5 separate regions of the Sus scrofa genome follow, and regions 1, 2, 3 and 4 are each linked to region 5. Evidence: chromatin contacts called from public Hi-C, HiChIP or PLAC-seq and promoter capture Hi-C data. All regions are on one chromosome and are shown on one strand. The core of a region is the stretch at or near the end of the contact, and the rest is flanking DNA. Distances in the headings are between cores, read along the strand shown. Region 1 holds the start of ZNF646 (zinc finger protein 646). Region 2 holds the start of MVP (major vault protein). Region 3 holds the start of INO80E (INO80 complex subunit E). Region 4 holds the start of VKORC1 (vitamin K epoxide reductase complex subunit 1). Region 5 holds the start of FBRS (probable fibrosin-1).

Region 1 (2,700 bases), core at 173-2,672, 340 kb before region 5:
ACTATCTTCCATCTCGGAAATACCATCTCATTTCTGATTCTTCACCCCCTACCTTTTTTCTTTCCCATGCCTCCTCACTTTACACTCCAGCATCCCTTCTGATTTTTTCTTCTATCTTCTCTCATAATACTGATGACAAGAGCAACCCCTGCTACCTAAGTATTACCATGTGCCAGGCACTGTGCTAAGTAAAGAACAGGTGTGGTGTCACTTAGCCTTCACAACACACTGCAATGCCTGTTACCTCAGTTTACACACTGGCCAACCCACTATTCTGGCAAGCTTCTTTCCAAAGCCCTTGCTCTCTCCATAGCAGGCCCCATGCCTCCTACATCACTTTGGCCTTCTCTGACCCTTCACTCCCACGGGACCCTAATATAACTCCTATCTCTGACTCTAAACCCCTTACTGAACCTGCTCCCCAAATCCTCACCTCACCAAGCCCCTTCGCTCAAGAGTCTCTTCTCGTCATCAACCACCAGTGAGGTCCTAACCTCACTCATCTCCTAGGCCAGTTTTCTCCTAGGACCCCTACCTCGCACCGGTGACCCCTTCTCGTTCCCGCCGCGGGTGCGTCCGTTGGGGACGGCGAACGGGAGCGCGCCTGCGCACTGGGACCCTCACCCTAACTGCAGCCGCGCGCCCCAAGGGGTGGCTGTTGGGGGGCTCTCGCGCTCCCACACACGCACACTCCACCAGGGCTCCTGGGAAGTGGGAGGGGAGGGAAAGAGGGAAAGGAGAGGGGGAGAAGGAAGGAAGTAGAGGAAAGAGGGCGCAGCTGGCACGAGCCAGCAGTCTACCCTCACCTCCTCGGACACTTCCTATTGTTATTAGGAAACAGGAAGTGTCCTGGCGGCAAAAGCTTCCCCGCGAAACTTCCGCCCTGAGAATACTTCTGTCCCGCCTCCAAGCAGCCACATTTCCGGTGCTAGGAGAGACACAGCTTACCCGACTCTGACCCCGCCCACGTAGGTCAAAAGCTGCGTTGTTCTGCACTAACCTTAGCCACACTTCCGGGAAGAGCCGCTAAAATCGTTCCGGTGCATGTTGGCTGAGCGCAGAGGAGGGGAAAAAAAGGGTTGGTTCTGCAGCCCTGGCCTCAGTATTTTGGCGACACTTTTCGGGGGGCTCCCTGAAGAACTTCCCAAGACAGATGGAGGGAGCTTCATTCACTCCTTGTTATTAAGGGAAATTTTGTGGAATGAATATAAGCGGACTTAGGTACTCCAAGTCTTGAGCATGGCCTTTCTGTCCTCCCACCTTCTAGTTCACGGTGACCTTTCCCCAGGCTAGCAATAGCCAGTGCACCCGCAAACCTACTCCGGTGTTCCCTGTCATTAGCACCCACAGAGACCCCTTGCAAAGGGTTTCTCCTCCACCTTCGGTTGGGGGTGCGCCGGTACACTTTGTGTTCCTCCCTAGGGAGGAAAGCTCCCTTCCACTTCCGCTCGTTGGCTCCGCCTCCTCCCACCCCCACCCGCTGGGTCCTAGCGCCTGCCCCTCCCTGGCTGTGTCCCGGGCTCTGTCGGTGCGAGGAGCTGCCGCTGGCGCCACGGAGCCGGCCCGAGTCTTCTCAGGTAGGAAACGCCGGCAGGAGTCCTCAAGGGCCCCCAGGCGGCCCCAGAGCGGACGCGATCCGAGCGGGCCTCAGTTTCCCTGTGGGTGCCGAGGGCGGATGGGGTTAGCCTGGCGCGAGCAGCGCGGGCGGGGCGGGAGGAGTGCGGCCCCGGGAGGGCGCGGGCGGGCTCCGGGCCCAGCGGGTCCTAGAACCCGCCGGCTGTCCCGGCGGGCCGGCTGCAGCGGACGCCTGGTCTCGGCCGGCACGGCTGCCCGCCTTGCATGGTGCGGGCCCGAGGGTCCTAGAGCCCGCCATGTTGCGGGCTTTTGTCCCAGGCGCGCGGCCGGCCTTGCACGGTTCTCTGGTGCCGGCGGCCCCCTCCCCGGTCGAGGTCTCGGCCGCCCCTCCCGCGGTCCTAGAGAACGCCATCTTGCAGGCCTTTGTCCAGAGCCTGGCCTTCGGTCCATTCATTTGTTCATTCTCTCATTCATCGTTCCTTTCTTCTTGCCACATTATCCGATGCCACGTTTTCCCAGGGCTTTTTCTGCGAAGAGTCAGCCCAGGGCCCTGCCCTGCGGGGCTCTCTGCCTGGAGGGATGCGGACACATAGATGGTTGCAGGGAGCTGGAAGCGCAGGGATTTCGCAGATCTTGGCTCTAACGCCCTTCAAACTCCCACGTGCCTCAGAGACCCCACTTTTCTGATGAGAAAACTGAGGCCCAGAGTGTAGTGGTGCCCTTACCTCTACTACCTATTAATTATTCCTGGGGGCACTGGGGAAGCAGGTATTTGAAGGATGCAACAGTTTTCCAACAGGAGAAGGCAGAGGGAACTGCGTACGGGGATGTATTTAGGTGGGGAAGTTTGAGAATTGCGGCTGGAGCTATGGTGCGGAGGGGCACAGTGCCTCTGGAGGTGAGGCTGAAAAAAGTGGGTTGGGATTAGGTTATGGGCTAACCAGATTGCATGGATGTTCAGGAGATGACTAGCTCGCCTCTCTGCATGGTTCACAGTTCCCCATCTGCTATCTCACCGGATCTCCCGTGGCCTGTGAGGCCTACCGGTGACTACTTGTTTACATGTGGGGAGACTGAGATGGAGAGAGGATAAAAAGTGGGCTCTTCACTTCATCCCTGCCTGCA
Region 2 (2,700 bases), core at 24-2,523, 310 kb after region 5:
ACAGCTCACGGCAACACTGGATCCTTAACCCACTGAGCAAGGCCAGGGATCGAACCTGCAACCTCATGGTTCCTAGTAGGATTTGTTGCTGCTGTGCCACGACAGGAACTCCCAATTCTGTTTTAAATTCTCCGAAGGAGGAGTTCCTGCTTGGTGCAGTGGATTAAGAATCTGATTGCAGTGACTTGGTTCACTGGAGAGGGACGGGTTCAATCCTGGGCCTGGTGCTCTGGGTTAAAGGATCGGGCGTAGCCTCAGCTGTGGTTTGGATTCAGTCCCTGAACTTCCATGTGCCATGGCTGCGGCCGTTAAAAAAAAAAGGAGTTCCCATTGTGGCTCATCGGAAATGAACCCAACTAGTATCCACGAGGATGCGGGTGTGATCCCTGGTCTTGCGCAGTTGGTTAAGGATCCGATGTTGTTGTGAGCTGTGGTGTAGGTCGCAGATGTGGCTTGGATCCCGAATGGCTGTGGCTGTGGTATAGGCTGGCAGCTGTAGCTTTCAACCCCTAGCTTGGGAACTTCCATGTCCTGCACGTGCAGCGGTAAAAAGCAAAAAAAAAAAAAAGTCTTCCAAAGGATTTTATTGCTGGGGTGTAAGAGCTTATCAAAATGAGAATCCAGGAGTTCCCATCGTTGCTCAGTGGTTAATGAACCCAACTCTCATCCATGAGGACACAGTTTCCATCCCTGGCTTTGCTAAGGATCCCAGCATTGCCAAGGCTGTGGTGTCGGCCGGCAGCTACAGCTCTGATTCGACCCCTCGCCTGGGAACCGCCATATACCGTGGGTGCGGCCCTAAAACAATTTAAACAAAGAGAATCCAACACACACACTGTGCCCCCACCAAGGCTTCCATTTAAACAAAGAGATCCGTACCCCTTATCGTGATCTGTGAGTCATTTCTTGGGCCTCATCTTTCCTGTCTCCCCCAGTTCTGCATTTGCCCTTGAGCAGACCTCCCCGTTCCTGCCCTGGGGCTTTTGCACTTGCTGGTGCCTGCCTGGGCTGCTCTTCCTAGGTCTTCACATTACCTGCCCCTTCTCATACGTCCAGCCTTCACGGCCCACCCCATCTGAGGCCCCAGCCCTACACCACAGCCCCTCCAGGACAGGCCTAGAAGTCGCTCTGTTTCCCGAGCTCCTCAAGTGAGTCATAAGATCCCAGGAAGGTCCGGGGCACAGAACCTCAGTCGCGCCCACATTTCTCTCCTTCCCCTTCTGCAGGAAGCTCAGCCCGGAGCCAGAAACGGGAGGCCCGCCTGGACAAGGTCCTCTCGGACATGAAGCGGCACAAGAAGCTGGAGGAGCAGATCCTCCGGACCGGCAGGGACCTCTTCAGCCTGGACGCAGAGGACGCCAGCCCCCCCAGCCCCGCGCTCCGGGCCTCGGGAAGTAGCCTCTTCCCCAGGCAGCGCAAGTACTGAGCGCCTCTGCCTTTAGGGTGCAGAGTCCTGACCTGCTGGCCCTCCCTCCCTACCCCGGGGGCGCTGGGGCACCTGGGAGGAGCAGAGACCCTGCGAACTCCCAACACAGCACCTTACCAGAAAGAGGACATGTGTATGTGTGTGTGTGTTTTCTATGGAACCGTTGTTTGGACACCTGGGCTGAATTTTCTGAATCTAAAATAAAAAAAGAAAAGTAGCAGGTTATCTTCTCTTTAGAGGAGGTACTGCCGCTGGAGCACACGCAGGCCTGGAGAGGCAGAGTCGGACCCACCCTGATGGGAAATGCCAGCCAGAGGGGGGAGAAGCCAACTCAGCACCACCCCCCCCCCCCCCCGCCGCCGCCCTAGGCCTTGGACCCCCTCCTAGTTTCATTCCAGCGCTGCCAGCTGGCTCTGAGGCGGGCATTCCTGAGCACTGAATGAGCTGCAGTGCCTTCAGCTGCAGTGAAAGCCTCCCACAGGAGAGAAACAAACCCAAAAAACTCAACGAGAACCAGCTGCAAGGGCCCTTTAAATGCCCAAGCCCCACCCCTGCGCCTGGCCTGCCCTGCCGGGAAGTGATCCCTAGGGCTGGGTGAAGGCGGCTCCCTCTCCGAGCTGAGGCGTCAGCTGCAGCCAGCCACACTTCTGGATGTAAGTACTCCGTCCTGGCTCCCAAAGCCCCAAACCAGCTGGCGGGCCCTTGTCCCCCACCCCCAAGACCTCTCCCTAGCTCTGTCCTGCCTTCGCCGACTCGCGTGGGCTGGGGCAGGTGGCTTTAGAACTAGAGCCGGGAGAAGGTGGGTGGAGGCTTGGCCTTGGGAGATACCGCTGGCCTTGTTTTTTCGGGCTTCTGAAGGCAAAAGGCAACTCATCTGACCCCTCGCCAAACCCCATCTCAGGCCTCTCGGACTTTGAGCTCCCACATCCGCAGTAGGGGCAGGGGAAGCTTCACGGGTCCGTTCACACCCCCTCCTGGACTGAGACTGGTCCCTGCTGTCCTCATCTTTTCCCTCCCCCTGGGGACCTGGGCTCTGGTCGCTCCCCTTGAGCTCTTAGAACGCGCCCCCCGTGGAGGTTCCTCAACCCTGCAAACGCTGAGGTTTCCACCACTACCCCCCTCGGCTCTGCGCACGGCGGGCCTTGCAGTTCATTTGAGAGGTCGTCGGCAGAGTAATCTTCAGATAGGCTTGATTTCTAGAAGGCATAGATGAGGAAGGTGCTTTTTCCTCTTCGGGACAGGGAAGTGAAAACAGGCAGCTCTTTTGGACCTGC
Region 3 (2,700 bases), core at 1-2,500, 460 kb after region 5:
GAGACAGCGCTCAGTCTACCCTTTTCCTAGTGCCTGACGCACCCATCCAGCGCCCTCATCTAAGGCCTTGGGGCATAGCTCACGCGCAACAAGTAAATACGTTTTGAATGGACCACCTATGTAGAAAGCACTAACCTGACTCTGAATTGAAACGGAACCTTTTCCTCTCTCGGTCATGGCAGAGGGTGGGAGACCTCTTCGCCTTCTTGGCAAGGTCGAGCCTCTCTTCCTTGGCACCCGTTTCATCCACCTGTGTGGAGCATCAAGAGGGCAAAACATGAACCAAGGTTGTTTTCGGCCCCGCCCCCCTCAGGCTCCTCCGCCGCCGCCTCCACAACCCCCGCCTCTGGTGACCCCGGCTGGCGCCCTCACCTGCATCTTCAGCAGCTCCTCCTCCACTAGCCTCTTCAGCGCCTGCTTCTCCTCAGGTTCCAGGTGGTCGCGGCCGGCGTGAGCCAAGAACCTCTGCCGCACGATGGAGTGCGTAAGCGTGCTGCAGAAACACGTGTCAGGACAGAGTCCCCGTCCCGCCCCTGCCCTTTCCAACCCCAACGCCAACCTCCGGTGCACCTGAGGTCCGGGCGGCCTCGGAAGAAGCTACGGGTGAACTCCTGCATCTCATTCTCCCGCGCCATTTTGCTCCACCCAGAATACTGGTGGCTCCCGCCTTTTTTCTTCCCGGCCTCCGTCCACGCGTTTGACAGGAGCTTGCGCACGCGCAGAGTCGTAGAGCCGTGAGGCTAGCGACCGTTGAAGGTCCGTTGCGGGCCGCTTAGACCGAGAACTTTACCAGACAAAACTTGCTCTCCCCGGGCAGTGTGTGTGTTTGGGGGGGGGGTGTCTCGCAGCTCCTTCCTCTTTTTTTTTTTTTTTTTTTTAAGAACGAAGCGCTTCGAAAGTTTTCCTTAGAAACCGATTCGCAGCCCGCAACCTTTGGGTAACGCAATCAACCTGCGACGCTGCCTCCGTTCGTGATCACGGGCAGCAGTTAGGCCTCTGTGATTTTCGAAAGACAGAAAGAAAAGGGCGTCCCCACCTAGAGACTAGGAATTCCAGGGAGAAATTCGTCTTGTGGCTTCAAATCGCTAAGCACATTCCAAGTCAGTAAGGAAGCCCTTCGGCAGCCGACATCTCTGTGACGTCTTCACGTCGCGGCGGCGCCATCTTCCGCGTATCCCCTGGAAACAACGCTCCTTTCACGGTGGTCCCTCGGAGCCACCCCCTGTGGTCAAGATCTCTGGGCGCGGTGGACTCTGGGAGTTGTAGTCCCAGCGAACACAGCCTAGCCGAGTCTCCGGAAGTGGAAGCGGAAGAGGCCGGGCCGAGGCGGCTTTCGGGTAGCGGGACCCCGGACTAGGTTTGGGGCGCCACTCCCGGACCCAGTCATGAACGGGCCGGCGGATGGCGAAGTGGACTACAAGAAGAAATACCGGAACCTGAAGCGGAAGCTCAAATTCCTCATCTACGTGAGTGCTGGGTGGAGTGGGAAGGTGGAGGGGGGTGAGGCCTGGCGCTGGTAGGACGTCCGTTTAGTTCTGTGTAAAGGGAGCAGGGTACTCTGTGGCCGGCTTCCGAGCCCCATTTACGGATGGCAGGTGGCTCAGCATCCACCTTGCCCTTGATACAGGAACACGAGTGCTTCCAGGAGGAACTGAGGAAGGCACAGAGAAAATTGTTGAAGGTGTCCCGGGACAAGAGGTGAGACAGGCTCCGAGGGGAGGAGGGAGACCAGAGTAGATCTACATTCGGCCCCCACCCTGGAATGGGCCACAAATGCATGATGCCTGCCTGGGGACTGTTGTGAGGACGGGGCCAGTTCGAAGGGACGGGGGCTCAAGAGAACGTTGCAGAGATGGGAATAAACACTCATTGTTCCCCCCGCCTCTTTCCTCAGTTTCCTCCTAGACCGACTTCTGCAGTACGAGAACGTGGATGAAGACTCTTCTGGTGAGCAGGGTCATGGAAAATTGGTGGAGGACATGCTCCTGGCGCTCCAGCCAGCTCACTGGGCCCTCCTTTTAGACTGGAGGCCAGTACACCTCTGGTGGTTCCTAAGCCTGGTTGCTTGCCCTCCACCTCCCCTGTTTGTTAACTCAAGTATTACTGGATATCTACTTCGTTTCAGGCACTGTGCTCTGCACAGGGAATGCAGTGGTGACTGAGATGCACAAAGCTTCTGGGAATTTGTATTGTAATTAGGTGTAATAAGAGAGCAAAGAAATAAACTAGAGTTTTAGATTCGAAAGGCATAAAATCAGGGTGATATGGTAGTGATTGGAATAAAGCAGGGGTTGATAAACGTTCTCTGTAAAGAGCTAAGTAGGCATTCCTGCTGTGGCACAGTGGGTTAAAGATCCGGCCGCGTCACTGCAGCAGTTAAAGCAGTGGTGTAGGTCGAAGGTGCAGCTTGGATTTGATCCCTGGCCTGAGATCCTCAGGTGTGGCCTCCATATGCTTCAGGTGCGGCGAAAAAGGGGAAAGAGAGCGGGAAAAGAGCCAAGTAGACTTTGCAGAACATATACCTTTTGTTTCAGCGTCTCAGCTGAATAAAAGCTGCAGTTGCCGGCCTACACCACAGCTCACGGCAACGCCAGATACTTAACCCACTGAGTGAGGCCAGGGATGGAACCTGTGTCCTCATGGATGCTAATCAGGTTCATTTCCACTGAGCCACAATGGAACTCCTGGTTTTGTTTTAAG
Region 4 (2,700 bases), core at 155-2,654, 360 kb before region 5:
TCCATTGATCACATTGTCTGGAAGAAGAGGAGTGGGCCTGAAAAGAGAAGCAGCCAGAGAGAGAGGAGGGCCAGCAGGAGAAATATCACAGAAGCCAGAGGAAGAGAGAATTCCCAGGAAGGTGTGCCTAACAGTGTCTAATACTGTTGGGAGGTCAAGCATGATAAGAACTGAAAAATATCCATTGTATTTGGCATCTTGGGGACACCAGGCATTAGTTGTCAGGGGAATACTGGGGGCAGGAGCTAGTTTATGGTGTGCTGGGCAGCAAGGAAGAAGAGATTGGCAGTGTAAAATCTTCCCAAACATTTGATTGTGAAGGGATATTTGTTGCAGCTTCTTCTTTTTTTTTTTTTTTTTTTTTTTTTTTTTTTGTCATTTTGCCTTTTCTAGGGCCACTCATGTGGCATATGGAAGTTCCCAGGCTAGGGATCTAATCAGAGCTGTAGCTGCCTACCTACACCACAGCCACAGCAACACGGGATCGGAGCCACATCTGCGACCTACACCACAGCTCATGGCAACGCCGGATCCTTAACCCACTGAGCAAGGCCAGGGATTGAACCTGCAACCTCATGGTTCCTAGTCGGATTCATTAACCACTGAGCCACGACGGTTGCAGCTTCTAAAATGCGGGAAAGTGAGAGGTCTTTTGTGCGCAGTGGGTTAAAGATCTGGCCGTTGTCACTGAAGCAGCTTGGGTTGCTGCTGTGGCGCCTATTTCATACCTGGCCCAGGAACTTCCACATGCTGTGGCAGGCATGGTCAAAAAAAAAAAAAAAAAAAAAGAATCGTGAAAAGTTTTAATGCAAATGGGAAGGAAGAAGAGATATAGGTGAGATGGGTCTTCAGTCAGTAGATGCTACATCTGTGTAGGGGAGAGCTCAGCTAGCCCACCGAGGGCTTGGAAAGGAGGGACTGTTGAGTTGATCTGGGCTCAGGTTTCGCCAGGTGGCGCCACAATAGAACAGAGGTTAAGATACTGTCCAGGGTAGGGTGGACGTGACAGAGCTGGGAATGTAGGGGAGAAACGGAGAGAGAAATCGGCCATTAGGAGGCGCTGGTGCAGCAGGAGGGAATGGCTAAGCAAGCTAGGCTGATCGAAAGTTGGAGTCCAAAAAAGTTTGAGATAATTTCAGGGAAAACGCTTGGTTCTTGATTGCATCGCTATGTTTGCTGGATTCCCTGATCCGCTGGTCTCTCGGTCTTGGATGTTTCAAAGTTAGAACAGGACTTGGCATAGAATAAGCGCTATATACTGTAATTTAAAAACCAATATAATTTTTAAAACTCCGGAGACTCCATTACCCGTGAGGCATTGCGGCCGCCCAGACTACAACTCCCATCATGCCTGGTAGGCCTTCAAATCCGTAAATACCCACGTCCCTTGATCTGGTTTTCCAGTCCCAGCATTCCTCAACTGTTTTCTTAGTGCCGCAGCACGCCTGCCAAGTCCTAGGAACAACCAATTAGGTCAGGGAGTACGAGACCAGCAGGCCAATCGCCCAGTCAGAGGGGCGAGAGGGGGAGTGGCCAGATCCTGCCCCGCCCCTGCTCCGTGGCTGGCTCCATTTCGGCTGGTGCCTCGGGCGGGACCACTCGGGCGGGACCAGAAGACATGGGCACTACCTGGCGGAATCCTGGCTGGGTGCGGTTCGCGCTTTGCCTCGCGGGCTTAGTGCTGTCTCTCTACGCTCTGCACGTGAAGGCGGCGCGCGCCCGGGACCGGAATTACCGCGCTCTCTGCGACGTGGGCACCGCCATCAGTTGTTCCCGCGTCTTCTCCTCCAGGTGCGCGCGCGCGTGGAAGGCTTGGGGGACCTGCCTGTTCGTAGAAGTGGTGCATGGGAACCGGGTGTGCATGGCGGCCAGGTTGCCAGATGATCCTCAAATGTGGGATCTGGGTGCCCGGGGAGCGGACGCACAGGGGCGAGCTGCTCAAGGGGGCGTTGCCTGGTGAAATGGGTGTGTCCGAGTTAGAAGTGTGAGGCCGAAGGGGCAGATAGTGCTTTGTACTGAAGTTATTCGAGGGAGTGCACGTGGATCCTGATGACGAGGAATAACAGTGACTGGGCACGACGGGGAGGTGTGAGCACGTGTAGGCACTGATGATGGTCTTGAGGACGGCCGTACCTGGGGCCAAGGTGGCCAGGTCCGACTGTGCTCTAGAGTCCAGGGTTAGTGGGATGACCTAAGAGAGAGGAGGGGAGTGCGTGGCCAGGATGTTGGAAGTTTAGGGGTCCAGGACAGGGAGATTCTGCCCTCGTTTCCCAGTCTCTGGTAATCATAAGGCAAGATGAAGAGTTATATCCACCTTGCCATCTTATGAATTATTGAAAGTCTAAGATGAAAAGAGCAGTCTATGGGGGAGCCATGGTCAGGCGTGGTCTGACCCGAAGATGGGGGAGGATAGGGGCAGTGACATGGGATCCTGACGTGGCCAAAGAAAGGCCATACCAGGAGGTCATTGACCCTTGGACTCAGGTGGGGGTTGGGGGAAGAGGGAGAAGGGGAAGGACAGCCCTGGTGGTTCGCTGGAAATGCTCTTCCCATGTCAGGGGCCACAGTTGACACTCCTAACCTGGGGCCTCCCCTCCGCCAGGTGGGGCCAGGGCTTCGGACTGGTGGAGCAGGTGCTGGGCAAGGACAGCGTCCTCAATCAATCCAACAGCATATTTGGCTGCATCTTCTACACACTAC
Region 5 (2,779 bases), core at 76-2,575:
CGGGCCTCCCGGCCGCTCTCCAGATGAAGCTGACGACCAGGGCCTGGCGGGCGGCGGCGGCGACGACGAGGACGAGGAACCGCGCGGGGCGGCCAATAGGGCCCGGGGCGCGTCGCCGCCGGGACCTCGGCGGCGCCGCTGCTCCCGGTCTCGGTCTCGGCGCGAGCAGCGCCGCCGCCGCCGCTCCCCCTCAGCGGCCCAGCCCGGGCCGGGAGCCGCGGCCGCTGCCGTCTCCATGGCGACCGCCCTCAGCGCCGCATCCGGAGGCGGCGGGGCCCGAAGCGGCCTGTCCGCAGGCCCGGGGTCGCACGCGCGGCGCTGGCGGCTGCACAGGGACGAGAGGGCCACGGCTTCCCCTTTAAAGCAGGATCTCCTGGCCCCGAGCTTGCCCCAAGGCCAAGGCCCGGGAAGCCGGCGCCGCCCCCGGGGCGACAAGCCTGAGGGCCCCCCCTGTGGGGCCGGCGGGGACGAGACGACGAAAACGGAGCGGCCGTTCCTTTAAGGCAAGGCCTCAAGTTGTTCAGCCCCTGTCCCCTTTAAGACGACCCGACGGTGTCCGACCGGCCTAGTTCGGTGGCCGCCCCCTGCCAGGGGTCGAGACAAGTCTCCCCGAGGAAGAGGAAGGGCCACCCCTTTAAAAGGGGCCGAAAGCTCGACCCGAAACGCAGACCTCCCCTTTAAAAGTGCCTCAAGTCCTCCGACGAAAAGAGGCCACCCCTTTAAGGAGTCCAGGGTTCTCCAAACAGCAGGCCGCCCCTTTAAGGGCTCGGGAGTTAGTTTCTAGTCCTCCACAAGCAGCCACTTCCCCTTTAAGTTGAATTTAAAGGACTTCTTGCGTGGGGGAGGAGAGGCGGTGAGAATCCCCACTCCTTCCAATTCTCCCAACAGCACAGTTCTCAATTTGTCAGCGTCTGTTCGGTGGCTTCCCCTTTAAAGGCTGGCGTTGTAGTCTGCCGAGATGAGTGGCCACCCCTTTAAGGAGATTTAAAGGGGCCTCCTCCAAGCCCAGCTCTTCCAGCCTCCGCCTCCGGTCGCCATGAAAGGCGCGAGGGGGGGGCGGGGCCGCGGGGGCCAGCCCTCCAAAGCCCCGGATGTGAGGCAACGGTGACGGGTAGAGCTTCTCTGTCTGCCGACATAAAAGTCTCTTCCTCCTTTCCTCCGTCTCTGTCTGACTTGCGCCTTAAGGGATCCGGAACGGCTGCTGGGTAGGGAGGGAGCTTCTGCGTACCCTCCTGTTGTCTCCTTTGGAGTCTGGGGCCTCCTCTCCGCCAGGACTTCCCTGCCCCTCCTCCCTCTTCCTCCTCAGCCTACGCCTCCTTCCTCTCTTTGCCTCCTCCCACTCTCCGCCCCCTTCCCCTCACCCCTCTACAGGCTTAGTCGTTGATAGGTTGAGACGTGTACGTCAAGGCGAAGGGCGGAGTCAAACTCCGGGGAGTGGGTAATATGTAGCCGCCCTCAAATCTTGGATTGGGTATACGTCAGATTAGCTCCTCCCTTCATCAAGTCTTATGACTCGACTGGTTAGAAGTACGTGCTTGGGGCGGTCCTTCAGATGACCCCGCCTCTTCCTGCTCTTCGTTCATTGGCCCGTGACCTGACGGCGTCTAGGCAAGGATCCGGATGGGGTGCGCGAGTCCTAGGGACGGTTGGCCGCTGGGCGGCGCGGGGCCGAGGCAGGTCCTTGTCTGCCGCGCGCTACGTCTTCTCTCCCTTTCCGCCGTTTGGCTTAGTCCACCGGCCGCTTGGCTTTTCGCGCACGCGCGTGGTGGTACCTCCGTCGGGTAGCTGCTCAGCGGGATCTCCCGCGGTGCGGGATGGCTAGAGCTTGCGGCGTGTTTTGAGAGCTCTAGTCGCGCGGCAAGCAAACCGCATCCCGTTATGGGTCGGTGCAGTGAGAGAGTGCTTGCCTATGGTCTCCGCGTTCTAGCAAGAAACACCTTGTCCTGTGTGCCGGGCACTTTCTCTCATATTAACTCGTTTGACAGTACGAAGTCTCTTAGGAAGATACTCCTATCAGCCCCATTTTACAGAAGGAGCAGGGAATTGATGCAGGTTTAATTTCCCAGCCAGGGTTTGGACTCAAGTTTAGCTCCAGTCAGTGCTCTTGACCACTGCTGTATTTTGCCTCTAAGTTATGAAAGATGTACAGTGCCACTTACGTCCGCTGGTTGTTTAGGTTACCCTTTTAAGGTGGACATAGCACTGGAACAGTCAACTTGCTTGCTTATATATTAAATGGGTATGACTCTCACAAGGCTTTGTGTAGGTCAGGTAACTGGGACAGGTTGTTGTAGGTGCTTAATTATAGCTGAGTACTCAGCTCTTGAATCCAGCAGGAGGATCCTGGCCTGTGTGTTAGGAGGAACTCAGGGCCATGGTGATCAAGGCCTTCGTCCACTCTGGGTCTTTACATCTGTCCTCTGCGACGTAAGTGAGTTGAGAGAACCCTGACCAGGTATAGAATCATAGTATCTTCTGGAGGAAATTCAGACGTATCCATATGGGAAAATTCTTTTTTTTCCTTTTTAGGGTTGCAGCTGCAGCATATGGAGGTTCCCAGGTTAGGGCTTGAATCAGAGCTTAGCTGCTGGCCTACACCACAGCCACAGCAATGCCAGATCTGAGCCACATCTGTCACCTACACCACAGCTTGCAGCAACACTGGACCCTTAACCTGCTGAGCAAGGCCAGGGATCATCAAACACTTATCCTCATGGATACTAGTTGGGTTCTTAACCCAGAGCCACAATGGGAACTCCATCACATGGGAAGATTTTTT

The links. Promoter capture Hi-C pulls out the DNA fragments that hold promoters and counts their contacts. A called contact is a pair of places that touch in the nucleus more often than the background predicts. HiChIP or PLAC-seq counts read pairs in DNA pulled down with a chosen protein or histone mark.
Region 1: a contact with region 5 is called in a promoter capture Hi-C map of liver, with 4 times the contacts expected there. The contact joins the promoter of ZNF646 here to the promoter of FBRS in region 5. A contact is called at or near these places in 1 of 5 promoter capture datasets (liver) and 2 of 2 datasets of contacts at active chromatin or transcription factors (alveolar macrophages and skeletal muscle).
Region 2: a contact with region 5 is called in a Hi-C map of skeletal muscle, with 2.8 times the contacts expected there. The contact joins the promoter of MVP here to the promoter of FBRS in region 5. A contact is called at or near these places in 3 of 47 Hi-C or Micro-C datasets (liver and skeletal muscle) and 1 of 2 datasets of contacts at active chromatin or transcription factors (alveolar macrophages).
Region 3: an H3K27ac HiChIP or PLAC-seq map of alveolar macrophages shows a contact between it and region 5. The contact joins the promoter of INO80E here to the promoter of FBRS in region 5. A contact is called at or near these places in 2 of 5 promoter capture datasets (fetal liver and liver) and 1 of 2 datasets of contacts at active chromatin or transcription factors (alveolar macrophages).
Region 4: a contact with region 5 is called in a Hi-C map of liver, with 2.3 times the contacts expected there. The contact joins the promoter of VKORC1 here to the promoter of FBRS in region 5. A contact is called at or near these places in 3 of 47 Hi-C or Micro-C datasets (heart right ventricle, liver and retroperitoneal adipose tissue) and 1 of 2 datasets of contacts at active chromatin or transcription factors (alveolar macrophages).

Annotation. Positions count from the first base shown.
Region 1 is chr3:17,405,208-17,407,907 of Sscrofa11.1, forward strand. It overlaps ZNF646 (zinc finger protein 646), which reads right to left and starts at 1,423. Exons shown (of 3, transcript XM_021086398.1): 1 at 1,001-1,423. ZNF668 (zinc finger protein 668) reads left to right here and starts at 1,056. Exons shown (of 4, transcript XM_013987708.2): 1 at 1,056-1,577.
Region 2 is chr3:18,055,275-18,057,974 of Sscrofa11.1, forward strand. MVP (major vault protein) reads left to right here and starts at 1,274. Exons shown (of 15, transcript XM_021086424.1): 1 at 1,274-2,079. It overlaps PAGR1 (PAXIP1-associated glutamate-rich protein 1), which reads left to right. Exons shown (of 3, transcript XM_013987719.2): 3 at 1,227-1,646. The coding sequence ends at 1,426.
Region 3 is chr3:18,200,842-18,203,541 of Sscrofa11.1, forward strand. INO80E (INO80 complex subunit E) reads left to right here and starts at 1,251. Exons shown (of 6, transcript XM_021088007.1): 1 at 1,251-1,466; 2 at 1,628-1,698; 3 at 1,895-1,947. The coding sequence starts at 1,386. It overlaps HIRIP3 (HIRA-interacting protein 3), which reads right to left and starts at 1,066. Exons shown (of 8, transcript XM_021087988.1): 1 at 571-1,066; 2 at 373-493; 3 at 136-250. The coding sequence starts at 635.
Region 4 is chr3:17,384,826-17,387,525 of Sscrofa11.1, forward strand. VKORC1 (vitamin K epoxide reductase complex subunit 1) reads left to right here and starts at 1,405. Exons shown (of 3, transcript XM_003124473.5): 1 at 1,405-1,791; 2 at 2,603-2,700. The coding sequence starts at 1,619.
Region 5 is chr3:17,742,486-17,745,264 of Sscrofa11.1, forward strand. FBRS (probable fibrosin-1) reads right to left here and starts at 1,326. Exons shown (of 18, transcript XM_021086415.1): 1 at 1-1,326. The coding sequence starts at 237.